3 separate regions of the Mus musculus genome follow, and regions 1 and 3 are each linked to region 2. The links are chromatin contacts, called in public Hi-C maps. All regions are on one chromosome and are shown on one strand. Each heading gives the region's core, a stretch centred on a gene start, on an enhancer-like site or on the middle of the called end of the contact. The rest is flanking DNA. Distances are from core to core; before and after follow the strand shown. Region 1 overlaps Sash1 (SAM and SH3 domain containing 1). Region 2 has its middle 27 kb from the start of Sash1. Region 3 has its middle 25 kb from the start of Gm51794.

Region 1 (3,764 bases), core at 786-3,285, 110 kb after region 2:
TGAGCTGTAATTCGTATGCCTTGCAGTCCTTCCATTAAAAGGACACAGTTAGGGAATGTAGAACACTCTTGTGTGGCCTTGGGTTTGATGGCTGGCACTGCACACAGGCAATAAGGATGCTGTTCAGCTGTGTCTAGTATGCTCAGAGTTTCAAAGACGTCACCACAGTAGTCGGTAGCTGGCTTCCTGTCACTTACCCTACTGTTTTCCAACAGTTTGCAGCTTCTGCGGCACTGTATGCATGCACGCATTCCCCTACGCATGCCCATATGGCCTTCGCTTTACCCATGACTGGCTGATAGGCATTTGTATCGTTTTCACCTTTGGTTTCTGGGAAGAATGCTACTGTCACCGTTTGTGTGTGGGTCTCTGTGTGCACAAATGTGTTCTTGTCTTCATCAGCTTGGTTAATATATATATATATATATATATGTGTGTGTGTGTGTGTGTGTATATATATTTGTAAATGTGTCATATAAACAGAAAGAAAATGTACTTTTGAAAGAGAATTTATTATATTGATAGTGCAATTATTATATTAAGTCTATTAATAATAGACCCTTGTGTCTGGTTCTTGGTAACTTACCATCTAACTCTTTTAGAAACTTGTAAGAAATTATTCCCTTTGTAGTATAGTATTTCTCTACAGGCATGGTTGTGGGCGTGGCTCTAGGAGGGCGTTGGGGCTTCCCCCGCCTGTGAACAGGGTGAGTTGTCTGGTGTCATGTAGACCTTTCTGCAACAAGACCAGGGTTCAGCACTACCTTCCTGGATGTGGGAGTTCACAGGTGGAGAGGTTCTTCATCCTTGGAAGTAGAACGTATTCACTAAAAAGAACAAATCAGGGCCTGAGATAGCTAGGAAATCCAGGTCAAGCCGTGTCCTCTGGAGCTGAGACTAATGCATCCTGTCTCTACATCCTGTTTGTGACAGGGATGTGGGGTGGGATGGGCCACCAGTATTCCCATGAGGCACAGGCCTGCATGCTCCAGGCCTGGGTCTGAGGAAGTCACATGAGTTGTGCCCTTGAACAAGTTAACTAGTTATCCTGCCTGTTTGAGATGGGCTGGCTTCTCTGCAGTCTCTCTGTCTTGGGAGGTGGACACAGTACCATAGAGAACCAGGACGGCCTGGGCTATCATAATTCGGTCCTCGTACTGTAGTCAGCATAGGTTAGGTTCCGGAGATAAGTGTGTTGGACCAAAGCCATGTATTAGCATATGGGCTGTGTGTTCTTTTGCCTTAATAGTTTTGCTAATTACCATGTATGTGAAGGCCAAGGGCATAAGGGCAAGGTCCTGTCCAGGAGTTTGAGGGAAGGCTCGCCCCGCTCTGATTCATCCAGGACAGCTCACCAGTCTGGGCTTTCCCTTGTACACGTCCACCTTGCTGGGATGAGAAGCCTCTGGAGGCTCCTTTACTTCAAGTGCCTTCCATTTGCTGACCTCAGTGATGTTGGGGTTGCCTCCGTGGTTGGTATGAGCTCTAGAGCCCAGCAGAATCTATACCTGAACTTCAGCTCTGCTAGCCTCATGATCAGAAACAGTGGGTTTGAAATTTTTAAGCTTTGAGCTCCTAATAGATTAGTTGGACACAGTAACAGGTCTTCCCAAGGGCTGGCCCATACCCAGCATAGTACCTAGCTTGTCCCCTCACCTTAGGGGGCTGTGCTGCTCCCAGCAGAAGTCCTTAGGGCATCTGTCATGGATGGGGCCATACACAGAACCAATCAGTGGCCACTTAAACTTTCATTATTCCACCTGACTTTGTTTCCTTTCCAATTTCACAAGTTGGAGGAGAAGCTAAGAAATCACAGCCACTTTGCTGGAGCCCAATGTGCTCAGCGTGCTGAAGTCTGTGTTTGTGCGTTTCTCTGTGTCCACATGTGTGCACGCCATTGCGTGGCATATTTGAGGGGCTCGACATTCCTGAATGCAGGGACTGGGGGATGGACAGCAGCTGTACTAATGTTCCCTGCCTCAGCTGTTCCTGACCGAGAAGGCTGTTTGTTGCTCTTCATTCTGTCTGATCAGTGAGCTCCAGCTGGCCTAACCCCAGCTGGAGGCCACGTGCCCGGGTTGCTTCCTGCGAGGTGGCAGGCTGTGTGCTGCCATTGGAGGGGGATGGGCACTGCAGCCAAGGATGTTTAACACATAGATGTGGCTGCTGTCTGTCCTCCTGCCCTAGAAGTGAAGAGAATATTGGGCCAGTGCTGAAGGAAGGGAAAACAGTTCACATCTATATGCAGGCTACAGGCAGAATAAGAGGGGACTTGACTGGAGTTTACCAAGCGATCCATGTGCCTCTCTTTCCTTTTTTAGATTTATTTATTTTTGTTTTATGTGCATGAGTGTTTTACTTATATGTGTGTAAGTACACAGCACACTTTCCTGGTGCCTGTGGTGGTCAGAAGAGAGCATAGGATCCCCTAGAATTGGAGTCACAGATGGTTGTGAGCCACTGTATGTGTGCCGGGAGCCAGCCCCAAGTCCTCTGCAAGAGCAGAAAGTGCTCTTAACTGCTGAGCCATCTCTCCACCCCCCACCTCCATCCTGCATATCTCTTTTCACTTTTTTTTTTTAAATTATTTTGGTTTTTCGAGGCAGTGTTTCACTGTGTAGCCCTGGCTGTCCTGGAACTCACTCTGTAGATCAGGCTGGCCTCAAACTCAGAAATCTGCCTGCTTCTGCCTTCCAAGTGCTGGGATTAAAGGCGTGTGCCACCACTGCCCAGCTTTGTATATCTTTTTAATCCTGCTAACTAATCTATAATTTGGATGGGCTTATAGTTAAGGAGACCAAGGTACAGAAAGGTTATATGATTGCTAAGACCATGAGACTTGGCCGAGGAAGATCAAAACCTCCTATCCAGGCCCATTTGTCTGCAGGCAGCAAGGCCTTCCTTACTTCTTGGAGAATAAAAGAGTAATATCCTTTGGAAAGACCCTCGATGGGCTAGGCAGCTAATAAGACTTAATTTAATAAACACTGCCCCCATTTCAGGCTTATGCACAAACCTACGAGATCCCGGAAGTAGGAAGATAGAAACAAACAGTGATAGGCAGCGTGCAAAGCATCATGGGAAAGAGGAGCCGGGGAGGACTTTGGAGGGTGGGCATTTAAGGCTGTATAACTTAGGATCTCAGTGAGGCAGCATGCCCACACTGTATGCTCTTCTGGGATTTGACCACATGCGTTAGTAGGGGCTGGTTCCATAGTCTGGGTGAGGCAGTTCCTCCACTGTCAGATGGCATAGCTTGTAATGTATGCATGTAAAGTGGGAGAAACAAGACAGACTGCAGCCAGCCAGGATGGGTGTGCGTCCACAGCGTCTGTCAGCATCCCCAAGGGAATGTTTAAATCCATCCTCGAAGAGGACCGCAGGAGTTTTTGGTATCTTTCCCCACCCCCACCCCAAGTCAACATGCCTCGAGTCTGTAAGTCAACAGGATTATGAGCGACACAGACCAGTTGCTGTCCCAGGCTGCCCAAATCCCAAGGGAGCAGCAGTGACACCTGCTAGCCACGGCTGGTCTTCATGCCTGTGCTGACCTTGAAGGGCAGAGAGAAAGTGGCTCCCTCCACCTCCGCTGTCTGCACCTCCCAGAAAATGCCGCGGTGGCCCACCCCGGAATCCATGAAGGGAAGAGAATTCTAGAAGATTTGATGCAGTGGAGCTGTGCCAGCCTACTCCATGTCAGGTTCTTAAGGAGGGAGCTGAAAACTCCTGCAGGGTTTCTCAGCAGAACAGAGAAGAAGTGAATT
Region 2 (3,843 bases), core at 1,131-3,630:
GTCAAGAGGCCAAGGCAGTCGCAGCAATTTCGGAAGTTCCAGGCCAGGTGAAGCAGCATAGCAACCCCCCTCAAAACATGAACAACAGCAAACACATCAAAGGACACATAAAACCAAACAAACAAACAAACAACCAAAAAACCCACTAGCACCAAACTCTTAACTCGGATTTTTTTTTTTTTTTTTAACTTCAGGGAATAAAGAGGGCGGAGCACAGAGTCTGTCTTGCAGGAAGCACAGTTCTGTTTTTCCAGGAACATGGGATCTGTTTTGACGGTTCTTATTCTTATAGATGAAAGAATTCAAAATACAGTGCTCAAGGAAATGCTAGGTAAAATGTACTGGAGGAAGGAGGAGGAGGAGGAGGAGGAGGAGGAGGAGGAGGAGAGGAGAGGAGAGGAGAGGAGAGGAGAGGAGAGGAGAGGAGAGGAGAGGAGAGGAGAGGAGAGGAGAGGAGAGGAGAGGAGAGGAGAGGAGGAGAAGAGAAGGGGGAGGAGGAGAAGAGAAGGGGGGGGAGGAGGAGGAGGAGGAGGAGGAGGAGGAGGAGGAGGAGGAGAGGAGGAGAGCCACTGACAGCCAGTCAAGCTGATGACCTCAGCAGCAGCCAAGGGGTTGGGGAGGGAATGGAGAGGAAGGAAGAAAGCTGTGCTTTGGGGTTAGAATCTGAGAGTCAGGCTCAGCAGTGTAATCTGTAAGCAGCTACATGGGTGGAGTAGGGTCTTCAGAGGGAGCAAATGCCCAGAATTTCAGGGTAGGAAGGCTGCTGTCTGAAAAGAAGGGCAGAAGGAGAGAAAAGAAAAAAATCATTGAGTATTGGGTGCCAAATGTACTAAATTATTTTCATGCAACTTCTCCTGGCATGAAGTAGTTATTAAAAACAGTATCATTCAATTTCTGTAAGACCTACACAGCTCTTATGTTCTGGGCTGGTAGAGATGAGTAAAGCCAGAGGTGGATGCATAAGTAATTTGGCCACCTCCTGTACATCAGAAGAGCCCTTTGGAGTTATAAGATCCATCCTTCACTAATTTTAATATAAGATCTACTTCAGTCCTTGTGTGAGAGAGCTAGTGAGGCAAATCTCAGAAACCGGCTGTTTTCATTCCTTCATGGGAAGTACAGAGCAAGGCTCGATAGGGGAGGACTGAAATCATACAAACTGAGTTTTCTAACCACAAGGGGATTGAATTATTGTAAGTCAATACCAAAGGGAAATTTGTAAATATGAAACAATGAAATCTATGATGGCCAAGGCATCAAAGAAGTTATCCCAGGGAAATGAGATGTTTTGAGGTGAAATAAAACAATGTAGCCGCTGAGCTGCAGGCAGGGGCTGTTATAGGCTGGATGCCCATTGCTATCTCAGAAGCTGGGTGTCAGCTGGGGGTGGTGGCGCAGGCCTTTAATCTGAACACTTGGGAGGCAGTGGACCTCTGCGAGGCCAGTCTGGTCTACAGAGTAAGTTCCAAGACAGTCAGAGCTACGCAGAAAAACTCTGTCTTGAAACAAAACAAAAAGAAATGGGTACCTCTTAAATCAAAAAGTAAACATTCTACTTCAAGAAACATGAAATGATCACATGGGTGAGTTCACATTTATAATACTAGCACGTGGGAGGCTGAAGCAGGAGGAAAATAACAAACTTAAGACCAGCTTTGGCTACACAGTGAGATCTAGGCAAGCTATCATCCCTGTCTCAAAAAGAAATAGAAAGGAAAGGAGACATTACAGAAACAGAAGAAAAAAAACCCTCAAGATCTAGCACTAAAACCTCTTGGTGTCTAAAAAAAATGTTTTTCAATTACTTTTATACTTTTATACTATGTGCTAGTAAGTTTGTGAGTAGACAATTCTTTGGCAGGATCGTTTTATATCGATATTTGTGGGGCCGGGCTTATTTTCTCAAGTCCTTCGTCAGTATCAGCCTAACCTAATGAGGCCATTCCCAAGGAAGTCAACAATTCCACTTATTCTTGAGGGTTGTGGTCAGGAGCCATCAAAGCTCTTGCATGGTCCTGAACATGTTTACTTTGAATACTGTTTCTGTCAGGACGCAAGGGATGGTGCTCTCTGTTTGACTACTTTCAGGAGGACACTTTTCAATAGAGGTGTGAAGAGAGTAAGATAATAAAAGACAGGACATTAGTGACTTTTCTCACCGAAGTGATCAAATGCCTGACCCAAACAACGAATGGGAGAATTTCTTCAGCTCACAGTTCAGGAGATGAACACACATGGTAATTGGAAAGTCAGAGATGTACAGGTCTGTAGCAGATGGTCATACTGCAGTGGGAGCCCTTTTTTTGTGACTTACCCACCAGCTAAGTCCTGTGTTCTAAAAGGTCCACAGCTTCCCCTCAAACAGCACCCCCTGCTGGGGATGAGCATCTGACACCATCGTGGATGGCAAGGCACCAGACACTAGAAACACCAAAGCAGCCTCTACTGTCTCCAAATCTGAGAGCACAGTTAAACCAAGAGCCTGGGCTAGGTGCTACCCTGATTCCTCATATGTGACGGTGGAATAACAACTTCTAGAATATCAACAAGCACGGGATGCAGAGAACAATAGATATAATGGGATGTTTATAGGCCCTGCCTCTTCCCTGGCAGCTTCTGCATCCTCTGCCACTGACCCAAGCAATGGAAGGCAGAAGAGCATCTCCAGGACCATCCTCCCAAAGGAGAGAATGGAGACGGTCTGGGGGCAGATGGAGACCAACCAGCTTAAACTCTGGATACATCAGAGACAGGGCCTCTAAGCTCCAAGCTTTCAAGCGACACCTCAGTAGCCTCTCTTAGACCATCCAAAAAACTTCACCCTCCTGCCATGCCCTCTGCTGCTCTTCTTTCTGATACCTTGAATATCTGAGGGTTTCAAAGGAAGTCAAACAAACAAACAGACAAACACTTCCTAGGTTTCTTCAGGAACTTTGACCTTGCTGAGATAGGGAAATGCCCCTTCCTATTTATAGCCCTTCCGTTAACTGAGTCAGGAAGCCAGTTCTTTACAGTTTTATAGTCTCCACTCCCTAAAATCGCAGGCAGGCTTAATCTGAATTGAGTCAGGGTTAGCTTTCTCACTTCCCCCTGAGGAAGAGACTGAAAAATACAGCACCCAGAATCCTCTATCGAGTTCACAGAGAGGTCTTTAGTGACCAGTTGCTATTTCCTTTACTTGAAATTTAGATGTAGCAGGAGGAAGTTGTATAAGAACAAGCTTCAGTAGGGCCAATAGGATGCCTCCGTCCAGAAACTGAAGCAAGGGCAAGAGTGAGTTCCATCACTGGAACCCATGTAAACAAGAGAACTAACTCCACAAAGCTGCCCTCTGCCATTCACCTGTAGGCTGTGGCACATACTTGACCACAGACAACACACACACAAGCGTACACACACACACACACAAATAAACATAATCAAATTTAACTTAACTTACTTTTAAAAATTTAGAGAACCAGGCAGTGATGGTGCACGCCTTTAATCCCAGCACTTGGGAGGCAGAGGCAGGCAGATTTCTGAGTTCGAGGCCAGCCTGGTCTACAGAGTGAATTCCAGGATAGCCAGAGCTATACAGAGAAACCCTGTCTCAAAACAAACAAACAAACAAACAAAAACCTAAGAAAAGAGTGTCTTCAGTAGGGTAGGGCTGGGCTGTAGCTCAGTCGGTAGAGTGCTTGCCTAGCACATACAAGCCCTGGGTTGGTGCTGTGCAAAGCCAACTGTGATGCTTTAACCCCAGCACTTGGGAACGTGAAGCAGAAGAGGCAGATGTTTGAGGTCATACTCACCTACATAGTGACCTGGAGACCAACTGTGGATATCTAGGATCCTCTCCTATAA
Region 3 (3,928 bases), core at 1,319-3,818, 70 kb before region 2:
GTGGAGACCCTGATAAAGTGTCTTTAAAAATAGGACTATCCGTTGGCCCAGCTTTGGCATCAGAAAAATAGTTTCTCCTCTGCTCCCTTCTGTGTCTTCTCAGCATCCTGGGCTCTGTGCTCACACTAGCTTTCCTTTGGTTACAAGATGAATGTCACAGTGCACAAGTCTTATCCAGAATGTCAGAGTGACAAGAGTTCATCCCCTTTCCTAGGGGCTCTGTCAGAGTTCAAGTCCTGCCAGCAAAGGTTGGGTGATATGCTTCTGCCTAAGATTGCAGTCAAGGGGGTGGGGGTAGGAATGCTTGGCTCTGGTACAGACTTATTCAACACATAGCTGGCAAGTTGCTTGCAGCCCAGGCTAGTGATGAGTGTGGCCCAATGCATAGTTGTGAACATACTATATAGATATTTGTAAGTTGTGTGCATCTTGAGCGTCGATTGCATACTGTGTCACAGCGTCAGAAGATTGTACCTTAACGATGGTCAAGGGTTCGATTGGACCTGTGAGTTCCATAGGAAAGGTACAGACTCAGAAAAGCTTGGGTTGCTAAGCATGGAAGATTTGGGATGGTGAATCATGAGGTAACACATACCTGCTGGAGATGAGACGATACGGTTCTAGTTGTCTTTCCATTACTATAACAAATGCTTGAGGCCATCAACTTAATGAGAAGAAAAGGTTTAGTTTTATTAAACAGTTTGGTAGGTGGCCTTTGTTGCTTTGATTTGTAGAGATGCAGTGGATCATGATTGGAAGTTTGGGGTAGAATAAAGCTATTCACCACATGACTTGTATAAAAGCAAGAAGGAAAAACAGGACGGGAAGGGGTCCCACAATCTCCATGAAAGGAACATCTCCTGCTAGAGCCTGCCTCTGAAAGATTTCACCACCTCCCAATAGCGCCACACTGGGAACTTTACATGTGGACCACTGAGAGAGAGACACAGCAGGTACGGAGGAGAACAGCAGATCCTAACCATACATTTGTGTGACTATGGGTTTTGGAATATGAGTTACCATTCCAATATATTTGCTACAGCTTCGGTCACTCTGGCCCTTACAAGAAGTGACCTGGAATTCAGCCTCCATAATGCTTCATTTTCTGAGTGACCATCAAGAAAATGTTTTCTGAACAGTTTTTAGTTTGGCTTGGGTTTTTTCTCTCTTTTCCTATAGAAAGGAAATTCTGTAAGAGTAGAAACTATATGTGAAGTGTTGAGTTTCACCTCCCTCCAGCACAGTAAGCACTTGGGAAATACTTGGACAGATGTTCAAGGTAGAGGATGTGCAATTCTTCTTTAGCCACAGTATAAGTGGGAAGATATGTGCTTTTATCCTGCAAACAAAAAATGGAAACCCCGGGGCTGGAGACATGACTCAGCCGTTAAGGGCCTACACTGCTCTTGCAGAGGAGCTAGATTTGGTTTCTAGCACCCAAGCACAGCAGCTCGCAACCATCTGTAACTCCAATTGTGTGGATCTGATGCCCTCCTCTGGCTTCTATGGACATGGTGCACACAGGTATATACCCACACCCCAACACATATTGATACATATAACTAAAAATAAATAGTTCTGATGTAAACTCTTTCATCATTTCATACATAAGTACTCAAGTTTCAACCCTTGACACAGGAGAATTCAGGTTGTCACCCACCTTTCCCTGAAGAGATGCTATGATTTGGAGCACAGAGGTTTGCCTATGTCTGCTCCTGCACAGCCCAAGTGAAGACCCAAGCTAGCACCTATGAGTGCCATCATAACACACAAAAAGGCACAGCGCTTACCTGAGCGTTAGACACAGACAAAACAGGAAACATGCAATTGCAAGAACTATTCCATTTCAAGCTAGTGTGGCCAGGCTTGAAAACTATGAGATGATTTATTCACTGTACTCTGAACATATCATTGAGATGCTCATGCAAAATTATATTATGAATAATTGAAGAAGATTAGGGGTAGGTACTTACTCTAGCAGAGTTTTTTGATAGGAACTATCTCAAGTTATTTTAGAATTTGTGTATACAGAATGCATTTTTCAGATATATATATATCCCCTGATGGTATTGCGATCTAATCGTACTTTTAATAGTACTGAATATTTTATTTATCTATTACTTCTAACACTTAGGAAGCATCCAAAACTTCAGAGAGGTAAAAGTGTTAGGGAAAGTACAATTCCTCTTCTTCAATATATTATGGCCTAGAGCAAGGATTGGGGCACAGCTTGTGAGTAATCACAATCTGCACATGTGAGCCACTGCTAAAGGAGTATGGGATGTCTCAAGGATGCCGCAAATAAGATAGAATAGAAGTAAATATGTATTCTGGCTGACACTGTCAGAGAAAGGCCCATCAAAGACAAAGCAATGAATCTGGTCAAGAAGTTCTGGAAGGTGACTTCCAGAGAGGGACAGAACTAGGTCACAGAATGGTTATCTGAAGCCTGGAGCCAAGTCTATCTTCAGGTAAATGTTTAATGTCCCATCAGCCCTTGACCTCAGTTCTGTCCTCTTCAATGTTTTATTGGCATCATAGAGAAAGGGTTTGCAACACAGAGCAAGCAGCAGCAGATAACAACCTGGACAACAGAGTAAGGATCCAAGAAAACCAGTCATCACTAACCGAGGTCTCAATGGGCACCAACAAAATACAAATTTAGCGGGCCAGGCGTGGTGGTGCATGCCTCTAATCCCAGCACTTGGGAGGCAGCAGCAGGCGAATTTCTGAGTTTGAGGCCAGCCTGGTCTACAGAGTGAGTTCCAGGACAGCCAGGGCTACACAGAGAAACCCTGTCTCAGAATAAAAAAAAATTTTAAAAAGGTACAAATCTAGAAATAAAGGGAACACTTTTTCCAAAATTATTTTAAGATTTATTTACTTTATGTATGTGGGTGCTCTATTTATATGTACATCTACATGCCAGAAGACAGCACCAGATCATACTATAGGTGATTATGAGACACCATGTGGTTGCTGGGGATTGAACTCAGGACCTCTGGAAGAGCAGACTGTGGTCTTAACAGCTAAGCCATCTCTCCAGCCCCAAGGGAACATTCAATATTTATTCAAAAGATTAAAAAAACATTATTGCCTAAGAGCCAGGTACATTGATCTGGCTTAACAATTCACACAAAAGAGATTCATAGAAACTAAGTGGATGACGTATGAACTGTCAACCTACAACTCAATGCAAACTGTATCCATTTGGTTCAAAAGCCATTCATTCAACTAATATCTTTAACTTAAATATTCTGAAAAAACACTCCTCTGTGAGGAAATGAAGATATAAAAATGTAAAATGACTCTCATCCCTGGGACATGCTTCATACAGGGGATGAGAATAAATGAACATAACAGGGATATAAATAGACAGATAAGTGCACGTCTGCAGAAGCTGGCGAGGTTCCTCATTGGTTAAGAGCACAAACTGCTCATGTAGAGGTCCCCACATTGGATGGCCCACAGCTGCCTGTGGTACCTTCTCCAAGGGTCTAGTGCCCTCTTCTGAATTCAATGGGCACCCACATACACATGTATACAAACACACACACACACACACACCAGTAAAGAATAAAAATGAATCTTTTCCTTAAAATATAAATAACTCAGAATAACAAATAGTTCCAGTGAGAAAATTCTAATCCAATTGTAGGCAAAAAAAAAAAAAGTCTTGAATTGAACATCACATTTTAGAGAGAATCGCTGAGATGTGATTTAAATAGTATAAAATTCACAGATTTAAAGTGGACAAGTTCATGGAGTCTAATGCAATGCCTCCAACAGCACTACAGTCTATACGCTAAAGCATCTCTATCATGACTAAAGAGCTCATGTTCCCATTAGCAGTCATTCCCCAGACACCCACATCCAGTCCCTAAGCAACCATTAACATACTTGCATTCTTATGGCTTCCCTACTCTCC

The links. Hi-C and Micro-C count contacts between places; a contact is called where the count stands out from the background.
Region 1: a Hi-C map of liver shows a contact between it and region 2, with 1.8 times the contacts expected there. The contact joins two enhancer-like sites. A contact is called at or near these places in 5 of 484 Hi-C or Micro-C datasets (the N1E-115 cell line, embryonic fibroblasts, forebrain and 1 more) and 4 of 115 datasets of contacts at active chromatin or transcription factors (embryonic stem cells, heart atrium, kidney and 1 more).
Region 3: a Hi-C map of liver shows a contact between it and region 2, with 2.5 times the contacts expected there. The contact joins two enhancer-like sites. A contact is called at or near these places in 2 of 15 datasets of contacts at CTCF or cohesin (large pre-B cells and liver), 22 of 484 Hi-C or Micro-C datasets (the 63-12 cell line, B cells, CD4 T cells and 13 more) and 5 of 115 datasets of contacts at active chromatin or transcription factors (the HPC-7 cell line, bone marrow-derived dendritic cells, embryonic stem cells and 2 more).

Annotation. Positions count from the first base shown.
Region 1 is chr10:8,802,777-8,806,540 of GRCm38.p6, reverse strand. All of the region lies in intron 4 of Sash1 (SAM and SH3 domain containing 1), which reads left to right. Among named protein-coding and RNA genes, the nearest start is that of Gm25410, 19 kb to the left of the region's middle. Within about 2 kb of position 2,035, at least 70 of the 459 cell types and tissues checked have an H3K27ac peak or open chromatin away from gene starts, as enhancers often do. A contact at or near this core is called in liver, where this site is marked.
Region 2 is chr10:8,911,643-8,915,485 of GRCm38.p6, reverse strand. It overlaps a transcript of Sash1 not described here. Among named protein-coding and RNA genes, the nearest start is that of Sash1, 27 kb to the right of the region's middle. Within about 2 kb of position 2,380, at least 40 of the 459 cell types and tissues checked have an H3K27ac peak or open chromatin away from gene starts, as enhancers often do. A contact at or near this core is called in liver, where this site is marked.
Region 3 is chr10:8,982,156-8,986,083 of GRCm38.p6, reverse strand. No RefSeq gene overlaps it. Among named protein-coding and RNA genes, the nearest start is that of Gm51794, 25 kb to the left of the region's middle. Within about 2 kb of position 2,568, at least 2 of the 459 cell types and tissues checked have an H3K27ac peak or open chromatin away from gene starts, as enhancers often do. A contact at or near this core is called in liver, where this site is marked.